Regions from separate parts of the Sus scrofa genome. Here regions 2 and 3 are each linked to region 1. The links are chromatin contacts, called in public Hi-C and promoter capture Hi-C maps. All regions are on one chromosome and are shown on one strand. Each heading gives the region's core, a stretch centred on a gene start, on an enhancer-like site or on the middle of the called end of the contact. The rest is flanking DNA. Distances are from core to core; before and after follow the strand shown. Region 1 holds the start of DNAH10 (dynein heavy chain 10, axonemal). Region 2 holds the start of CCDC92 (coiled-coil domain-containing protein 92). Region 3 overlaps ZNF664 (zinc finger protein 664).

What was found. Promoter capture Hi-C pulls out the DNA fragments that hold promoters and counts their contacts. Hi-C and Micro-C count contacts between places; a contact is called where the count stands out from the background.
Region 2: a contact with region 1 is called in a promoter capture Hi-C map of fetal skeletal muscle, with 4 times the contacts expected there. The contact joins the promoter of CCDC92 here to the promoter of DNAH10 in region 1. A contact is called at or near these places in 2 of 5 promoter capture datasets (fetal skeletal muscle and liver) and 2 of 47 Hi-C or Micro-C datasets (embryonic fibroblasts and fetal skeletal muscle).
Region 3: a Hi-C map of skeletal muscle shows a contact between it and region 1, with 6 times the contacts expected there. The contact joins the enhancer-like site here to the promoter of DNAH10 in region 1. A contact is called at or near these places in 1 of 5 promoter capture datasets (liver) and 14 of 47 Hi-C or Micro-C datasets (embryonic fibroblasts, fetal heart ventricle, heart right ventricle and 6 more).

What each region holds. Positions count from the first base shown.
Region 1 is chr14:29,248,455-29,252,626 of Sscrofa11.1, reverse strand. It overlaps DNAH10 (dynein heavy chain 10, axonemal), which reads left to right and starts at 2,372. Exons shown (of 78, transcript XM_021072222.1): 1 at 2,372-3,214. The coding sequence starts at 2,989. ATP6V0A2 (V-type proton ATPase 116 kDa subunit a) reads left to right here. Exons shown (of 19, transcript XM_021072229.1): 19 at 1-2,227.
Region 2 is chr14:29,066,712-29,070,962 of Sscrofa11.1, reverse strand. CCDC92 (coiled-coil domain-containing protein 92) reads right to left here and starts at 2,459. Exons shown (of 4, transcript XM_021072235.1): 1 at 2,216-2,459. It overlaps ZNF664 (zinc finger protein 664), which reads left to right and starts at 2,041. Exons shown (of 4, transcript XM_021072245.1): 1 at 2,041-2,171; 2 at 3,347-3,483.
Region 3 is chr14:29,035,383-29,039,698 of Sscrofa11.1, reverse strand. It overlaps ZNF664 (zinc finger protein 664), which reads left to right. Exons shown (of 4, transcript XM_021072245.1): 3 at 4,040-4,103; 4 at 4,207-4,316. Among named protein-coding and RNA genes, the nearest start is that of CCDC92, 31 kb to the left of the region's middle. Within about 2 kb of position 1,483, at least 7 of the 83 cell types and tissues checked have an H3K27ac peak or open chromatin away from gene starts, as enhancers often do. A contact at or near this core is called in omental adipose tissue and skeletal muscle, where this site is marked.

The DNA.
Region 1 (4,172 bases), core at 1,123-3,622:
TTGGCTGATGTTACTGAACCAAAAGGGGTTTATACAGAGTGAAGGAAAGGTGAAAAGTAGTATTTTGTATATTTTTATATTAAATATGAACTAAGATGTTTTACCATGAAGAGATTGCACCTTTCCTTGAGAACAGTATTGCTATGTTTCACTTTTATGCTAATTATAAATACAAATCTGATAAAGGCATTTAGAATTAAACTTTAAAAAACAATTTAGATCAGTTGAAAACCAATTCTTACCAAGCCACTAATGTATAACCTTTAGTTTAAATTCATCGTTTTAGTTGACGTTTGGGTCAGTCCTGTTGAACAGTTTGATCTTTTCTGTATTCTTATGAATGATGGTCATTTTTCCTATTTTCCTGTAATTGATTTTAGATAATTGTTTTCAAAAAGAAATATGTGGTATTTTCACTTTCTTAACATTTTGAGTAACACACATGAAAAGGCCCACTTGTCTCCCTAACCCTTCACCCTGGCTGGTGGTAGAGAGTTTGGAGTTTTCCTTACAAGCTCAGATCATAGTAGCCCTGAATTTAAGCGTATCTTTTCAGGTAACTTCAAAGCCTGTTTGCTGAGAGGCATGAATTGACCATCATGACATAACTGTGATTCTAACGTGAAACCTTTTTAATTGGAGTAAAGATTCTATGCTGAGATGTTGCTTCTCATTAAAATATCAAACAAAAAACCATACTGATGAAACTCTTGAACATGGTTCTGCTTTCAAAGTGAAGGTTCCCCAGGAAGGTGTAAGGTTGGACACTTTTGTTGGGTGAACACGAAATCTGAATAATGCCTTCCGGGTTTCAAACTTGTCCTTCACAAGTTCTTATTTTTATGACTTTACTCCAAGGATCTGTTGTAATTAAATGGTAACTGATTCATCCCTAGGACCCTCCCCCCCCCCATGATTTCAGGGCACTGTTAACTGATGAGTACACAAGGGACACACAGTATCCGCTAGAATTCTTTACTGCTCCCCACTGGTAATTGTCATGGGGGCTACTTTTTAATGTCAGTTAATACCTTTATCAGGGTATAGAACAGAGTGAAGAGTCATTTTTCAATTGAAACCTGTGTAGTAGTTGTGTAGAATGTAATGATATATAAAAGATGAATTATTAGTCCTGAATTTTGTTAAAGAACTCGCTAGAATTATAGTGTGATGGTGTCTTTTAGACACAATGGTAAATTTCATTTCTTTATAAAGATACTGATTCCAATGTCATGTTACTAGAGCAATTACTCAGTTTTATTTGTAAGCCCTTTGGAAGAACTATTATGTATACAAGTTTTTAAGATATCACTTCATTCCCTTGATAGCAAATGTCCAGAGGAAAAATGGGTCACTCATCTGGGGGATGCTAGATACTTGTTTATTTTCCTAACATAAAATGTAGGGATTGCCACATTTTCCAGTTTACATCCAGGTGTTCATCCTAAAATAAAAATCCAAGGGATTTCTGCAGCAAAGTAGAGTTTGATCATCCTGCAAGGGTGAAATCATTTAAGAAAGAAGTGCATTGGGGGTTCGGTGGGTTCAGTGGGGGTTACACTGAGCCTGTGGACTTGGCCATTCATTGTGGCCAGGACTTTGTAGAGCCTCATCTTGCACTGAATGCCACTCTGTCCTCGTTTCTGAAATGGGTATTTTATAACAGCATTCTGAACTCAGTTTTCATTCTGCACTAGTTTAATAAAGGGTAGGATGTTTACAGCAGAGGTTAACACTTCTGTTTATGAATTCAGTATTCAGACATTTTAGGGCCTGATCCATTTTGGAAAACAGAAACAAAAAATAACTTCTACAACTGTTCTGCAGTCTGCATTTTAAAACAAATTTCTTTATTAAAAATCTGAAGCCAGGTTTGCTTGCATGCCATCTGGTGTATCTCCAGCAAGGTTATTAAGAAATCTTAATTCAAGATGGTGAAAATAAGACAGTTTGGAGTAATAATTTTCCAACAGCCAGACAGACCATTGAAGCTGAACTCTGGTTTAGAATTTTAATACTTAGAACATTCCACTTGTTCCTTGATAGGAAATTCCAATGAGAAGGCTAGGTTCTTAAGGTCAGCCTAATAAACTAGGGACTTAACTGTGAGGGGAGATGACAGTGAACAAGTTAAAGATCCACAAGTGCATGAAAAGACAAATTTACATCTTCCTATCAGTATTGAACTTCCTTTTATTGAAAAATAAACATATTTCTATTTTTGAAACGTGGGTGTTTTGCTTTATTATGCTGTAGCTCGGCTAGAAAGCCTAAGCCCTGGGCTCATTCTTCTCTGATCCTGTAGCCAGTGTCCCTTTTGGGGACTCCCGCTTCCCTGATCTTGGCACACCAGAAGGAACTTGACCCTTCATGGAACTCTTGGCTGTGCATTTGCTCTTCTAACACCCTTCGAAACGGAGACCTTAGACTATTGTTCTGCCTTGAATCCAACTTTGCGGTGACCTTGTCACTTCTCACGCCTCTGTTTCTATATTTACAAAATGGGCAGGAAGCCCCAGACAGGGTGGCGGTGACAATCACTGGAGGCCTTGCTCATCCAGCGCTTCCGAGGCTCCTGTCGCTCCGCGAGGCCTTTAGTCCACCTCCCTTGGTCAAGGTGTCTGACACAAGCTCAAAACGTCTTTCTGCCCCAGGGGCTTGCGTGCGGCCACCCTGCTCACCTCGGTCCTCCCAGGAGGAAGAGGGCGCCCAACCGGGAAAGAGCCGCTGGCGCCCCTCTGCGCGAGTGCGGGGGCTCCCGTTCCTTCCCCAGGGGGCTCCGCGCCGCAATCCAGTGTCTCGGTTCGCGCCTCTGCGAGCGCGGGGATCCAGGTGCAGGCGGGCCTGAGCACCGTGTGGCCCCGGGAATGTGTGACCACGCGCCCGCGGCGGCCGTTGCCTGGGCGCCCGTTGCCAGGGGCGCCGTTACTACGGACGCCCGCCGGGCGCTCGGCTCCCAGGCCCAAGCGCTTCGGGCCCTGAGGTGCCATGGACGACCTGAGGGTGCTGTGGATGCGCGACCGCTTGTACACCGCTTTCGGCATCAGAGACCCCCAGCTCTTCGAGGAGCTGCTGAACCGCAACGACGGCGAGGTTGAGGACCTTATCCTGCACTTCCTCAACCAGAGCAGCGACGAGGAGGGCGCTTCGACTCTCTTCTTCTACCGCAAGGTGGTGCCCGAGGAGGTGGAGGTGGAGGTGGAGGTGGCGATCGGTGAGCCCTGCGGCCGCCCTCCCGCGGCTCCCCACCTGCCCGGTTCCCTCCCCATGCCCGCGAGGAGTGCAGACCCCCAGCCCACCCGCTGCTCTTGGCCTCTAGTGCAGTCGGCAAATGTTTATGGTCGCCCACTGTGCAGGCGTAGTCCAGGCACTGGGCGGACTGGGCAGGCGCTCACAGTCCACTTGGAAAGTCAGACTTTGAATGAATAATCACAGCAAACAGTCATTTATCGCTTACTCTGTACCAGGTAAAGTTCCAAAAGCTTATATCAACTATTAATCCCATGAGGTGGGTGTATTATTACCCCTCTTTTACAGATGAGCAAGTTGTGGCACAGAGAGGGTTAAGAAACTCACCCGCATGGGTCACAGAGTCAGTAAAGACTCAGAAGAATAGAAGTCACTGTGCAATGACATACAATAGATGGATAGAGAAATGGCCCTGGGGCTGGGAGGGACACTGCATCCTCACCCTCCCTGATGGTGGCAGGGTCTCTGGAGGTGGAGAGGAGCACCCTTCACATCTTCCTGGGCTCCCCACATGCTGTTATAGAATAATGACAGAACAAGGTTTTTAAAAAATTTTAGACAATGTACATGTTTAGCAATTGAACCATTTAGCATTTCAAATAAAAATAATGACAGTGACTGGTCACCCAGAACCCTCTGTGGAGATGGCTGGTCCAGCCCAGGGACACAAAGAGGGCCTGTGGAGATGGGGTGTTTGTGTGTAGGGGACGGGGAAGATAGGACAGAGTGAAGGAGACACTCAGGTGCCTGTCAGAGAAAGAGACTGAGAAACACATAAGTTCTCCTCTAGCAGGAGCACCAGCATCAGAGCTGTTGTCATGGACAGACGGGGTTTGTGTTGTGTGTCGCATGAGTGTCAGCCTCCTGTGCTAGTCTCACATCTTCACAAAACTTCTGGATCTCCCAAAGGGCCTTTCACAGGA
Region 2 (4,251 bases), core at 1,210-3,709, 180 kb after region 1:
GCATATAAAGGTGCCTAGTCTCTGCCCTTTAAGGATACCCAATTCAGTAGATATAATTCATCTCAGTTAATAAACAGTATGCCCATGACGTCTTAACTTTTTATGGCTAACCTTGCTCTAGATAAAAGAAAAAAGGCCCATGCCTTCCCCTGACAGAAATAGGAGAAAATAGCGAATATAATATAAAAGCAAGTGTTTCTTAAAAGCCTTAACATTGCTGTTAACATCAGTATTGCTGCAAGTGCACTCCATCAAATAAGTAATGATGATGTTAAAATGAATTTATCCAATGAATGACAGATGAGAGAGTTAAGGACCTACATGAATGATTTTCTGTCGTTAAATAAAAATAATTCATTTTTAAAAAAAGAATTAACAATAAAAAATCTAATTTCCAAGAAACCTACTGATTAGACTGATATATTTACATGGTGCTACAGTAAAAACCTGATACACAAAAACTATTGTCCAGTACTTTAGATTTTACATATACCCAAACTAAATTTACTGAGTAATTATGACATGATGCAGAGGAATAATAAAAGCTATTTTAAGATTTTCCAGTAGTGTGTACATATATGTAAACACACATAGATAAATCTACATCTCACAAGCCTTAAATCCTTATTCCATAAATATTTCACATAAGGTGAACGTTTAGCTAGAAGAAATACATAAGTTCAAAACATCTTTGGAGATTTAAAAAAAAAAAAGGTCACTTTAAAGGTTAGCATTTTTCTCCATTACAATTCAATGGCAAGAAAATGCAGGGCAATCTTGACTGTGCAAAACAAAAAAATCATTTAATAAAACAATAACAATACTCCTCAAATAAGTATCAAACTTAAAAGTCTTAAAACAGCAATTCTAGCTTTAACACTCTTACAGGTAGGTTTCTGGAAATGCGTACTATATTACCATACTACAGTCTGGCAGCTTGTATTTTGTTGTAAGACTGATTGCTGCACCTAAATTACAGAGCGCGATCATACCTCCTCTTAGGCCACTTCATCATTGGAATAGATCACACTGAATACCAAAGCTTGAAGTTAATACAGGTCAACATGAAAACGTGTTAAATGAACTAGAGTAACTCGCTGTAGCGGACGGCAGCCCAGTAGCCCAGCCTGGAGCTCTGTTGCATATTTGCATTATACTCAGTGTCATGAATCACAAGCAAATCGTTATTTAGGGTAAACTAAAACCTACATCAAAGCGTCAGGAAAGGGCTGTAAAGGTAGAGTACTTACGTAAAGGGTTATCAGGACAGGAGACAATGCAACTTATCTGGGAGAGTCTCTAACATCCACTGGGTGGTAAAAACGCTTTAAAAAGGCGATGTGGATTCCGACGGCCTCCTCCCCACAGCATCCCAGACAAAGCAGGGCCAGGCCCTTGGGCGCTCCTGGTGCACCTGCAATGCGGATCCCTCATCCTACAATCCCACCCCGGGACTGGCAGGAACGGCCCCTAGGCTGCTCTCTTCTCCCCCTTCGGATTGGCTTGGGTGCGCCGTAGGGAGGGACCGCAGCCTGGACTGAAGCCCGAGCAAGGGCATAGCCCGCCCCATAATGGACTGGAAGACCCTGCAGGTAGCCAGCGAGGGGGTCCTTGCGCCTCACTTTTGTCCTTCTTTCAACCTCTTCGTTCTCCTCTTCCGGCGATGTCTCCTCAAAGGGACACCCTTCCCTACCCTCTGAGCGGTGGGGGTGGGATGGGAGCAGCCCTCCCCCTGCAGTGAGGACTTTAAATATTATCTAAATGAGTTCTTGCCCCGACAGGTGCCTCCGGCCCCCGCTGGCGCCCAGAGAGCCTCCTGGCAGGTACCGCCAGGTGAGCGGGGATGGACTCGGTCACACCTCGGGCCCCGCCTCACCTGCGGGCGCGGCAGGCTTGGTCCTTCAGGCAGCTCCCCGCCTCGGCTCGGTCCTCCCGGCGGGCGGCAGCGGGGGCCGGTAGCCCATGGGCGGGGCGGCGGGCGGGGCTGGCTCCCGGCTCCAGCCCTGCCCCGGCCGGGCCGCCGAGGGAGGTCAGTGGGCACCGCCCGCCGAGCGCATCTCGCCGGCTCCCACCCGAGCGCTCGCCGCGGTGCAAGCTGGGAGCGGGGGCCCGGGCGGCGAGGCCTGGCCGCGCTGACCAGGCGGGCTGCCGAGGCGCCGGGGAGACTGCGGGTCTGTGTCTGCGGGAGGGGCGGGGGAAACCGATCGATACTCACTTTGCTAGGAGGGGGCGACGCCCCCCTCCCGAAACTGTGCGGGGCTGGGGTACCGACTGAGGGGAAGGGAGGGTCTGGCGGGTGGGACGCAGGCGCACAGCTCAGGTGCGGCTGCACTGCGGTTGCCCAGGGTAACGCGGGGCCCTGGTAGGGCGGGGGGAAGGAGGAGCTAGGCGGGCGAGCGGGAGCGTGCGCGCTCTGGGCTGTGGGGTGTGTGTGGGGGTACCCTGGACCTGCCTGGGCTTGGGGGGAGGGCGCGCGCGGGCGGCCGACGGGGGCGGGGGCAAAGGCGGAGGGAAGGGGCGAGGGCCAGGCGACGCGCATGCGTGCGGCCCCCGCTCCCCCGGGGCTCGCCGGCCTCGTGCGTGCGCACGCGCGCTGTCCCCCGGAGGCGTCTGGGTGTGCGGAGCGCGCGCGCGCGGCTCGGAGGCGCACCTGTGAGGTGTCCCTTGAGGAGAGGGAGGGTGGGTGCGCGGAGTCCGCGGCCTGGGGCGCTTCAACCCCTCACTTGGAGTGAGTTCTCGGGTGGCCGGGCTGTAGTCTCTTTATTTCTTTTCTGGATAACTGCGGGGGCGGGGGGGCCGGGGGACGGGCTCGGGGTCGGAAGGAGGATGAGTGGATTAAAGAAAAGAAAAACAACCCATCACTTAGGATGGGCCTGGAGCTGGAGCCGGTCCCCGGGCATCGGGAAAGGTCAGAGCAGCTCCGCGCAGCCGGGCGGCTTGGCGGCCACCGGGCCGACGCCAGGGAGAGCAGTCTGGCCTCGGGCCTCGGCGAGCCGGCTTCGGCCCGCAGCGCCTGAGAGCGGGGAGAGGGGGTCACAGATGGCGGCCGGGCGCGCGGGGACGGATGGGCAGCGGCAGGGGCGAGGCCGGGCGGAGGCCCCGCGGGAACCGGACTCCCGAGCCGAGCTCCATTGTTGTTGGAGCCGAGGGAAGGGGGAGCAAAACAGCTTTAGAAACCCTTGAAGCCGCGCCTTGGAGCCTTTCCAGGCGGGTCCCCGGAGAGACGGTAATGGCCGCGCCGTGGGATCTGGGAGCCGGGCTGTGCGGCGGCGAAGCCTCGCTGCATGGTGTGATGTTGTGTGTGTGTATGTGTGGTTTTTTGTTTTTGTTTTTTGTTTTTTTTTAGAGCGCCTCGCGTCCCAGCAGAGCCAGGCGAGCATCCTACTCAGGTGATGAGGAACCCTTCGCGCACCCAGCGCACAACGCTGCTGCCGCTGGACGCCTCCATTGTTTGACCATAACGAGGGCCGGATTCTCACCCAGGTAAACTGGATGGCAGCGCAGTTGAGATCCCTCTCACCTCCCACATCCAAAGGAATCCTTCTCTCTTTCAGGACTTTACTCCAGTTTTCTTCCTGTGCCCTGCTTCTGATTAACTCAGTATATCCACCTCCCAGACATTTCCCCATCTGGCCTAATCTTCCCGCATCTCTCTGCCAAGTCACCTCTCATTTCCCTCAAAACTCAGCTCCTTTGTGAAACCTTCTTTGCCGAACTCTTAACAGCTAAATCTCTCTAGGAGGAGCCTGTTCTGTACTCTCTAGTTGGTAGTTTATTAGTTGTCTTATTGCAACAAAGGAGAGTAGATTTTTTTTTTTTTAATTCTAAGCTTTTGCTTTTTTAAAGGAATGTTTTGTGGGAGAGTTTATTGTTTTACAAGGATCAAACTTTTTGTTTATATATTTTGTCTTTTTTGTTTGTTTGTTTTTAGAGGGGCCCCTTACTTGCTCTATAGATGCACAGCTTTTTAGAATAGGAAAATGACCTTGTTCAACCCATAGGTTAATTTAAATTTTAAAAAGTTTGTTTTAAATTAGCAAAGTAAAAAGTCTTTGTAAAAGTCATCACAGAGATGGCTTAAATCTTTGACTACCAACCTCTATTTCCAGAGATAACTATTACATATTTGTTTAGATCATTTTAGATCTTTTAAAGCGTTTTTACCTGAGTGTGTACTTGTATTATCTTTGTTTTAATAAGTACTGGTGTACTCTTATCTTTCCATTTTAGCATATAATGCATTCACTTATT
Region 3 (4,316 bases), core at 234-2,733, 210 kb after region 1:
TTACCTCCTGATTACATGGAGTTGAATCTGTGTGTAGAATTGGGAGTGCATGGCCTGATCAGTCCTCAAAGGGCAACAGCTCTGTTCTCCCAGCCCAATAAGCACTGCTCCCCTTGTCCTCTGAATGTCACTGTCCCCTTCTCTCAGTTCTCCAGTGACATCTGAGGTATACACATCATCACGTGCTCAGGATTGATTGGGGGGAAGTCATAGCCATTGCAGGATTGTGTCTGTTTAGTTGTTCCACCTCTATGCGGTGCGCCTGGTTCTGGGATCTGTCTGTTTTTGCAAAAGGAGTAGAAAAGGAATGTCTTCCCAGCATTAACCAGTTTTGTTTTCCTGAAAAATGACATATGTAAAAGAAGATAAGACTATTTTATTCATCATTTATCCATGACCTAGATGGAATAGTTCTCCCACATTTGCTTTATCTGTACTTGTAATTTTGGCCAAAGCATTTTTAGACACATCTTAGACATCATGTCATTTCATTCTTACAGACTTAAGTATACATCCCTAAAAATACAGACGTTTGCTTAACATAACTGCAAAGGCATTAGTGCACCTGATACAGTGAAGAGTATTCTTTGTGCAATCTGAAACCTAGTCCCTAATCATATTTCTCTGGTTGTCCCTGTTAGCAGCTGGCTTATTGAATCAGATTCCAAAGAAGGTAGGTCCTCAAGTTACATGTGATTGTTATGTCTCAGGTCTCTAATCTAGAGCTGCCCCTCCCTCACTGTATACCATTTACTTGTTGTAGAAATGGGCAGTTGTCCTGTGGCCTGGCTACATTTTGATACTGTTCTGCTTGTGTCCTGGTAGTTCCTTTCTCCCTCCTAGTTCTTTTGAATAAAAATGAGTCCTAGAGGTGTGTTTGGCAAGAACATTTCAGGTGATGCTGTGTGCTTCCTGTTGCATTGCTTCAGGAGGCGCAAGGGCTGGTTGTTCTTCTTGGAGTTATGCTAACATTGGTCAGTGGGCTCAGGGGTTGACAGCCTGATCCTGAACATGTGAAAAAGTTGATCAGCCTTTCTTCTGAAACTGCACCCATTTCTTACCGTGGTCTGAAGCGGGCATGTTGTTAAGGCTGCACATTTACTGCTGGATTGTTGTGTTATCCAGAAAGCTGACTCACAGGAAGGACAGGGTGGATGCTCAGTTCTTTCCTCTTAGTTGCTGAGTTTCAGAAGAGGTGAAGTTGGTGTCTGGTTGGTTTAGTCTGGTGCCTTGAGTCTCTCTGCCTCTGTCCCTCTCTTTCTCTCAGCTCCTGCCCACCCCTTGAATCATTGTGAACTCATGGGGGTTTGTATATTTAGTGTGTTTCAATGGATTGCATTCATTGTTCCTTCTGATATTTAGCTGTCCCATTTTTGGCCGATGGGAGTCTCTTCATAAATTGGCATCTGTGTTCTCTTGGCTTGACTCCCTTGCATTCTGGCATAACAAGATGTCCCAGGCTCATTTTATAAAGCACTGCTCTGGCCTTGAAGCCAGCCTTTCGGCAAGGATCCCTGTGCCATTTGGTGGTAAAGGAAATATGAGGGAAGGGACCATTGCTGTTGGTTGTCATTGCTTCCAGGACTTTCTGGTGGACAGAGGTTAAAAAAAAAAAAAAAAAAAAGGTATGAATTCAAACTGATACTTCTCTATCAGATTTTTATGTTATAGAATTTCCCTCTTAATTTTGATATTATATTTGTATCTCATTTCTTTTACCTTGAATCTTGGCTCCTAACAGCATTCACATAATAACTTATTTATATTATCCTACTTTATAAAAACACGAACATTTTTATAACTGAGCTAAACTATTGAAAGAGATTTGACTTCTTTGCGGCTCCATTTTTCAACAGAATGCCCCTCTAAGTGTGTATAGTCAGTCTGCTGTACTCAAAAAAAATTTGTGGATATGTCACCAAGTTGAAACTTAAAGTTCATTTTCTTCATTTTGTTCTAAAAATCTAGGGATTGTTTTTCTTTTTATTTATTTTTTGAAAATATAAACATTTCTATTTTCCAAAGTCAAAACTGTGTAACAAGTTACATTTAGAGAAATCTTACTTCATCCTTTTCTACTTCTTCCCCTGTAGATAGCCCTTTAAATTCCTTCTGTGTTAAATAGAAATAGACTCCCAGACATAGAAAACTTGTTATCAAAAGGGATAACGGATGGGAGAGGGGAGAGATAAATTAGGAGTTTGGGATAACATGTACACACTACTGTATATAAAATAAGTAAACAACAAGGACCTACTGTATAGCACAGGGAACTCTACTCAGTGTCTTGCAATAACTGTAATGGAAGAGTCTGAAAAGGATTATATATGTGTATATGAATCACTGTATATTTGAAACTAACATTGTTAATTAACTATATTTCAATAAAAATTCATTTTGTATTATCCTTCTCCATGTTTACTTTTATACTCATGTAAAGAAATATGTAAATAATTCATATTCTCCTTTTTTACACAAAAGATAGCATATTTTAAATATTATTTGATTCCATGCTTTTTTTTTTTTTTTTTTCCACTGAACAGTATTACCTGGGTTCGTTCTACGTTGGTACATAATGCTCTTCCTCATTCCTTTTTAAAGCGGCCAAGCAGTGTTTCATTGTAAGGAAGTCTCATAGGTGATTTAGCCAGTCCCCAGTGGGCCTTGGGTTGCCTGCAGATATGCTCTGACAAGTACTGCCTCACTGAATAAACTAGGGCATCAGTCATTTCCTATTTTTGTCAGTACACCCCTGGGATAGATCTCTAGAAGTGTGATTACTAGGTCAAAGGATATGTAATTTTTCAGACATTGGCACACTCTCTCTCTATATATATATAGATATATATATAGCTGAAATTTTGCTTATCTAGTTGAATTTCGTTTTCCTAACACTTCCACCTAGAAACAGTCCAACTTATTTTGCAATTTTATTTTTATTTTTTATTACTTAATGAATTTTATTACGTTTAAAGGTGTACAACAGTCATCACAACCAAATTTTATAGCATGTCCATCCCAATTATTTTGCACTTTTAATGTTAAAAGAAATCTCTTTAGTCTCTCATGTACCCTGCCTTTGTATGGAACATATAATTGAGAGTGATTTTTTTAAAGATCTGTTGATTTCATTAATTGAAGCATCACTTATTAAGTATAAAATACAGGACATGAAAATATGACTAAGACATCCTAAACCTCAAAAGGTTTCAGATTGAATATTTGGGATGTTCTTGTATTTCCTCTCCTATTTGGTGTGTATTTTACTCCATGTTGGTTATCAAAAGTCTGGTAATAAGGCACTGAACAATGTCCCTTTATTCGCTGTGCCAGGATGAAGCAGGGCATGCCTGCAGGAGAGAGGGGTATCATAAAGTACTCTGTGGTTGCTTTGAACGAATATTAATTGAATACCTCCCCAGAATATAAAAGTGAGCAACACAGAGTTCCTCCCTCCTGGTGTTTATATCCTAGTACAGGAGCAAATCAAAAAGCAGGGAACAATAAGATAATTACAAATTCTCTGTGCTTTGAAGGAATCAGGTATGAGATTAAAATAGCATCTTCCCAGGGGCCTTCTTTAGGTAGAGGAGAGGCAGCTGACATCAAGCCACCTGTGAGGTCGGGAAGGGTGGGACCATGGTTATGTGGGACCTTGGGCCTTAGGTTAAGGATTGGATTTTAAGTAGATCGGGAAACCATTGAGGACAATTAAGCAAGGGAATGACATTTGATACTCATGTGTCGTATATTTATTCTTTCTTTGGATTGAAAGGCTGCTCAATATTGTGTTTTAGCTCCAGTAGCAGCAACATTGTTCCTTCTGAAGTTCAAAGTGGAGTGAGTTGAAGTTTTCCTTCTTGCTCCTTTATGCAGGACAGCTGCTTCTCATACTTGCATATAGGTCGTCTGAGGATTTCTTTTCTTTTTCAGTAGTATATCCATGATGTGGCTCAGATGGTTACAGTAAGTGGTTGTTGTTGGATGATGTACTTGGGCTATGAACAGGAGCATGATATCTACAAATTCTCTTCTTCAGACCTGCAAATCCAAGAGACACATCTCTCTGGAAGATAAGAGCTCCATCCTCAATATCAAGAAAGGTCTGTGCTACTGTTGTCACATTTAGATGAAATTAATTACAGAACCAACAATTTTCTGGACAAAAAAGCATTTTCAATGTATGTATTTACGTTTCTGTTTCAGGAGACTGGAGTGATACCTGTGGAGGGAATCCTCACAGGGAAAGATTGACACACCTGGACCTGAGGAACTTGCTTCCTGGGAGGGCTCCTGTCTGATGTGCAGGAGGCAGC